2 separate regions of the Sus scrofa genome follow, and region 1 is linked to region 2. Evidence: chromatin contacts called from public promoter capture Hi-C data. All regions are on one chromosome and are shown on one strand. Each heading gives the region's core, a stretch centred on a gene start, on an enhancer-like site or on the middle of the called end of the contact. The rest is flanking DNA. Distances are from core to core; before and after follow the strand shown.

What was found. Promoter capture Hi-C pulls out the DNA fragments that hold promoters and counts their contacts.
Region 1: a contact with region 2 is called in a promoter capture Hi-C map of fetal liver, with 2.3 times the contacts expected there. The contact joins the enhancer-like site here to the promoter of AKNA in region 2. A contact is called at or near these places in 2 of 5 promoter capture datasets (fetal liver and liver), 20 of 47 Hi-C or Micro-C datasets (adipose tissue, alveolar macrophages, brain and 12 more) and 1 of 2 datasets of contacts at active chromatin or transcription factors (alveolar macrophages).

Annotation. Positions count from the first base shown.
Region 1 is chr1:255,526,618-255,529,628 of Sscrofa11.1, forward strand. No RefSeq gene overlaps it. Among named protein-coding and RNA genes, the nearest start is that of TNFSF8, 69 kb to the left of the region's middle. Within about 2 kb of position 1,689, at least 13 of the 83 cell types and tissues checked have an H3K27ac peak or open chromatin away from gene starts, as enhancers often do. A contact at or near this core is called in adipose tissue, alveolar macrophages, fetal liver and 1 more, where this site is marked.
Region 2 is chr1:255,003,007-255,005,959 of Sscrofa11.1, forward strand. AKNA (AT-hook-containing transcription factor) reads right to left here and starts at 1,447. Exons shown (of 22, transcript XM_003480581.4): 1 at 1,368-1,447.

The DNA.
Region 1 (3,011 bases), core at 439-2,938, 520 kb after region 2:
AAGTTGGGACGATGCTTTCCAGGAGACCATGTGTGTGGAAAGTCCCTGGAAAAGTCCTTCTAACTGGGCATAGATCAGGCTCTATCTCTCAAGTGACTGATATTTGTGGTGGTTTTTTCCTTCTAAATCCTGCTGGATTTCTTCCTCCTTGGTTGTGAGACATTCTCAGCCCTTAGCCTGTCCCTCCCTAAGAGAGGCTGCCCTCTGGGGCTTTTGAGAGAGCAATTCCTCTCCTATTTCTTTAAATCCCACCATTAGGTTCTGACCTGTTGAGGCGATGATGTGGGTGAGCAGAAACCGAATCCAAATCTGTATGGACTGCATGGCCACTGAGGAAGGTCACTTCATCTCTGAGTTTGTTTCCACTTAAAATGCTGATCTGGGAACAGATTCAGCACTCAGTGAGTTGAGTAGAAAGATAAGGTGAGGCCAGTAGGGACCGATCACCTCTCCCCCAGGTCTGGTCACCTGTTCCATTTAACATGCACTGACAGAAACAACACAACAGGTGCTGCTGGGTGCTGGAGGTGCAGCAGAGAGGAAGCACCCACAAAGTCCCTGTTGTCATGGAGCTAGATTTCTAGAAAACATACAGGTAATTAAGTAAACCTGGAGTGTGTCCCATGGAAATATGTGCTACAGGGAAAAATAAAGAAGAGTCCTGGGGAAGGGGGGCGCGGTGTATGTGCGTTTGTTTTTGCGTGTCTGAGTGTGCAGGTGTGGGTTTATGTAGGAACTGAGCGAAAGACTCGTTGAGAAGGTGACCTTGGGAAAACATCTGAAGAACGTGAGCCATCAGGGAGTGTGGTGAGAGAGGGGTGGCACGTTGGTTCCACTGGGGAAGCCTTCAGGCACAGATCACTCAGGGCTTCGAAGACCCCTGCACCTTGGGCCTTAACTCTGAGCCAGAGTCCGGCTTTGGAAGGTTTTAACTGGCAGAATGAGAGGACATGACTCAGCATTTCGGGAGGATGGCTCTGGGACGCAAGCCCTGCTGACAGAGGGTCTTTGGCTTCATTTTCAGTGCTGTCCAAGCTGCTCCGGATAATCTGGAGGGATCACTCTCTGAACCATGCTTTAGAGGTGAAGAGAAAGTAAAACCAAACAACTAAGGGTGGCAGGAACCAGCCCCCATTTCTAGACTTGCTTTACCTTGTCTGCAGAGTGAAGCTGTGGGGAAGGAGGACAGAAGTCTTGTCACTGTGGGGCCAGGGACAAGCCAAGGGGACGAGCATAGGACAGTAGAAAACGTGAGCTTAGCCTTCACAACCAGCCATCGGGTATTAGTACATAAAAGTGAATTGGTGATGGGCAGCGATCCAGTGAAGCCATTACACCTGCTAGAGAAGCGGGGAGGTCCTCGCCCGGTGTCCTTGGAGAATCTGAGTGGGGATTGGACTTACAAGCCGGAAGCCCTCCCTCCCTGTCCCTACTGCCTGTCTCCCCACCTTCCCCACAGTGTACCTTTGCGAGAGGTCATAAACAAGAGGGTTTGTGGTTGTGGACCAGAGGTTTTGTGTAGCAAGGGGGAGGTAAGAACAGAAAAGGCGCCTGGCATATGCCCTGCTGCCCTGGGCTGGGCGTGAGCCCATCCTTGAAAGAGGAATTAGAGTGGCGGTGGAGAAGGTGTTTTCCCCCAAGTGTCTGTGAGCCTGGGAGCCCCATTGACCTCATGCAAGAATGTGCTCTCCTAAAGCTGGGGGAGGCTGCCATCTGCTGGTTCAAGGGAAAGACCAGTCTGGGAGTTTTCTCCTGGCCAAGCGCTGCCCATTTTCTTTTTAAAATCGTCGCAAATTCTCATTAGTATAGATCCTCTGATTCTCACTTTTAGGAATGCTCAGAAAAATTAAGTAACTAGACCCAGATCATTCAGGAATTGGAAAACTTGATTTTTAAGCTCAGTTCTGACTACAAACATGATTACTTGTGTTGAGAAAGTATTTTTTTTTAAAACCATGTGCTTAAACGTTTATTTTAATTCTTACAAAATGCTGTAGAAATGAACCCAAACTGAACATAAATGTACATGTACATACGTGCAAAATTTTAAACTTCTGAAAAAGAACCTGTGAAAGTAGATGGTTAAAATAAAGAACAAAACAAACTTAAGAAGGTTTAAAACCAGCATTATGACACTGACATTGAAATTGTTGTAAAGCTGTCCTTATGATCACATGTGCTCGCAAGCTAAGCTTTGTGAGAGAACCAGCAAACAGAGGTGTTGCATGTGTGCTGAGTGGAAGAGTGGCTTCAGGAGTAGACACGGGGTGAGTGTTCCTCAAGGCACCGAAGCCCAAGGAGGGGTCAGCAGCCCTGGTGTCAGTCCCAGCTCTGGCACTTCCAGGCCTGTGGACTTGGAGAAGTCATCTCACTGCCTCAAAGTCCAGCCGGTTAACCTGGAACTGCAAATACACGGGGCTCATGTGGGAGCTACTTATTTTGAGTATGTGTGTGTATGTGTTATTTCTGTAACATATTAAAATCTATTTTCCAGTCTTGGTGGGATTGGAGCGATTCTCAAGAGGACAGCTTTTCCCTGCTTCCCTTCCAAGCTCTAAATTCCTTTGCCGGGCTCTCTGGGGAGGGAGGAGGACAAGGGGGTAAGCCCTCTGCTGGCTGCAAATAACCCACACCAGCCCAAATCTGGCAAGATGCACCCTGTGGACCAGGTAGGCAGACGGGCAGATGCCTTTCTGTACAGCATTGAGCTTTCTAAAGGGCCGCCCTGGTTATGTCACTCCTGGCCTGAACACCTTCAGCGCTCTCACCTGTCTCAGAGGGTGCAAAGCCTTTCAGGCAAGGCTGTACCATTGTCACCCTTGGTGACCAGCTGCAGCCTTCCCCGGCATTGTCACAGCCCTTATGTTGGCCACAGTAACCTTGAGGGAGCCCTGATTCTCCAGCCCGTTCTGCCCAAATTCTGACAGGTTGTACCGTGTGTACCTGGGCCCCTGCAGCCATCCGCGATCCTGAGCTCCTGGGGCCTTTTCCCCAGCTCCCCACAGCCCTGA
Region 2 (2,953 bases), core at 197-2,696:
TGTTTCAAATGCAAACCACCGGACTTTGGGAAGCAAAGGTCTCACGTGGGCACTTTCTCCTTCTTTCTGAAGAACTGAGACTGCCTTTGGGAATAAACCAAATAGTCCCCCAAAGACCATGGTGTCCATCCCCTTTTGGTAAGTAAGCCAGACTTAGGCCCCCTCAAATGGATAGGCAGAAATTCTCTTTCTTGACAGAACAAAACCAACATGCAAAAAATAAAATCTATCAACTCCAAAGAAGGTGCCTGGAAATGTCTCTTTGGAAGTCCCTATATGTATCTAACCTCAGTCCTTCATGCTTCAGTTTTAATCTTTTCTTCTCCTTCCCATCTAGAGGACAGGAACAATGTCTCTTTTTACTGTGGCCTCTCTCAGCTTCTCTTCTCAGCTCCCAAATAGCCCGGATTCGTTATCAGTAACTTTGCTTTCCAACTTTCTTACCTAGAAGAAGCTTTAGAAACGCAGATAATGACCCACTCCAACCTGTTTTTTTGTTTGTTTGTTTCCCCCAAAAGAAGCCAGGGGAAGGAGCAGGGAAGAGTCTTGTCCAAGGTGGCGCAGCAAAAAGCCTCTGGTTCTGCGAGTGCCAGACCCTTCACACTGGGGAGAAGCCAGCTCTGTGCCCGCCCCGCCGTGCGCCCTTGGGCAAGTCTCAGCCTCGCTTTGAGCCTCAGTATCGCCATCTGTGTATCGAGAGAGGCTGGCCTTATTCCTGCAGTCCGGTTCAGTTCCTACCACTGCCGGAGCTGCCCACCCTCGCGCTGGCCCCTGCCCTACCTCCCTACCCCTGCCAAAAAGAGGAAAAGAAACTTGCGTTAGGCGTCCGGGGAGGACGTGTGGCTCCGAGTTGTCAGGCTGCGCAGGTTGTTGCCGGGTGAACGAATATCACACAAATCCCAGGGCAGAGAAGTCCCACCTCTCCCGTAACCACAGCTACCCGGGCCACACCTCCAACCCAAACACTGCCTGAGGCCCCGCCAAGGACCACCCCCGGATTCCCTGGGGACCCCTCCCCTCCCTGTGCCCAGCCACAGCTGGAAGAGAGAGAGGGAGAAAAAAGGTCTACGCCCCCATTGCGCGGAGGTGGAGACTGAGGCTTGAGGGTGGCCTCAAAGACGGCGGGGTTTGGAATCGGACCCTGATAGCTAGTCCAGGGTTCCCTCTCATTCCCGGAGCCGTGATCCGTCTCCTTCCTGTGCGCAGGGGTTTCCACGTGGGAGAGACCGAAAGCAGCTCGGTCCCTGTGGTTCCGAGCTCATCCACGCTGTCCACTCTCCTCCCCATTCCCCCGACGGAGAAACTGAGACCCAGCGAGGGGCCAGGACCCGCCCCAGACCCACCGCGAGCCCCTCCCCGAGTCTCACCTGCCGGCCGCCGCGGCGCGCGGGTGGTTTCCTGGAGTTGAGCGGCAAACAAAGGCCTCCAATCCGGGCGCGGGGCGGGGCGACGACATTTTGCATAATCCGGGAGGCCCGCCTGTGACGGCCTGGGCGCGGCCCTAGGAGGCGCGGTCTCTGGAAGTTCCACCAATCACAGAGAGGCGGCAGCCTACGGCCCTCCCCCAGGGGTTTGGAGGCGGCCCTGGGACTGAAAATCTCAAATCTGGGAGAGTGCGTGTCCTTCTGGAACCCGCCCGACTGCAGATGGGAGACTGAGGCCTGGAGTTAAGACGTTTGTGCAGGATCGCACAGAGCCACAATGAGAAAAAAAAACACAATTTTTTTTTGGTTTGCTTTTGCTTTTTAGGGCCGCACCCGCAGCATATGGAAGTTCCCAGGCTAGGGGTTGATTCGGAGCTACAGCTGCCTGCATGCGCCACAGCCACAGCAACGCAGTTTCTGAGCCCCGTATGTGACCTAACCCCTCAGCTCACAGCAACGCGGATCCTTAACCCATTGAGCGAGACCAGGGGTCGAACCCACATCCTCATGGTTCCTAGTCGGATTTGTTTCCGCTGCACCACGTCGGGAACTCCAAGAGGAGTTGGCACAGAAAAGATCACAGGAACTCCAAAACCACAAACTTTGATAGCTGAAATGACTGGTTCATAACAGTTATAATAAAGTTTTCTTGAGCACTTAACGACGTGTCAGATACTGTGGTATACTCTTGCTATGCTCAGTCCTCTCCTATGAGATAGGTAGGTATTACCATCACCTCCCCAAGCGCATTCTACTCCAAATCATCATTAGATAAGCAGGGAAACGCAGGCCTGGAAAGAGATGAGAACTAGCCCAAGGTCCTGCAGTGAGAATGGGACATAAATGATCCATTATTCACAGAAAGCTCACTGTGAAGGGTGGCAGTGTAAGGTGTCAAACTGGCCTAGGCTCTCGCCCTACTTCTGCTGCTGGCTGCTAGCATGTAAATGGAATTTTTAACTCACTTCACAGGGTTGCTGAGGGGAGTAAATAAATAAGCATAGCATTAGGTATATAAGAAATAAATGAATAACACTAATTTAAAGGGTTGCTCAGGAGTTCCCATCGTGGCTCAGCAGAAACAAACCCGACTAGTATCCATGGGGGCATAGGTTTGATCCCGGGCATCGCACAGTGGGTCAAGGATCCCGTGTTGTTGTGGCTGTGGTGTAGGTGGGCAGCTGTAGCTCCGATTTGACCCTCGGCCTGGGAACGTCTATGTGTGTGACCCCCAAAAAAGCACCCCCCCCCAAAAAAAGTTTCCTAGACCAGTCCTATTTCACAGAGGGAAGGGGGTATGATAGGCCCAGAGACAGGAAGTGAGTTGCCCAAGGTCTGGCATCCAGCTGTGTTGCAGGCCAGTTCTCTTTCCTCTTGGCAGAAAGCTCTTTGCCATTTCCCGGGTTGCCAGTGACTCCCACACACTTATTAAATGATAATCATAGTAGTAGCTTCTATTCACGGAGGCTTACTCTTTGCCAGGGCAAACATTTTAGATACTCCTTCCAATAACTCACAAGTTTGGTTAG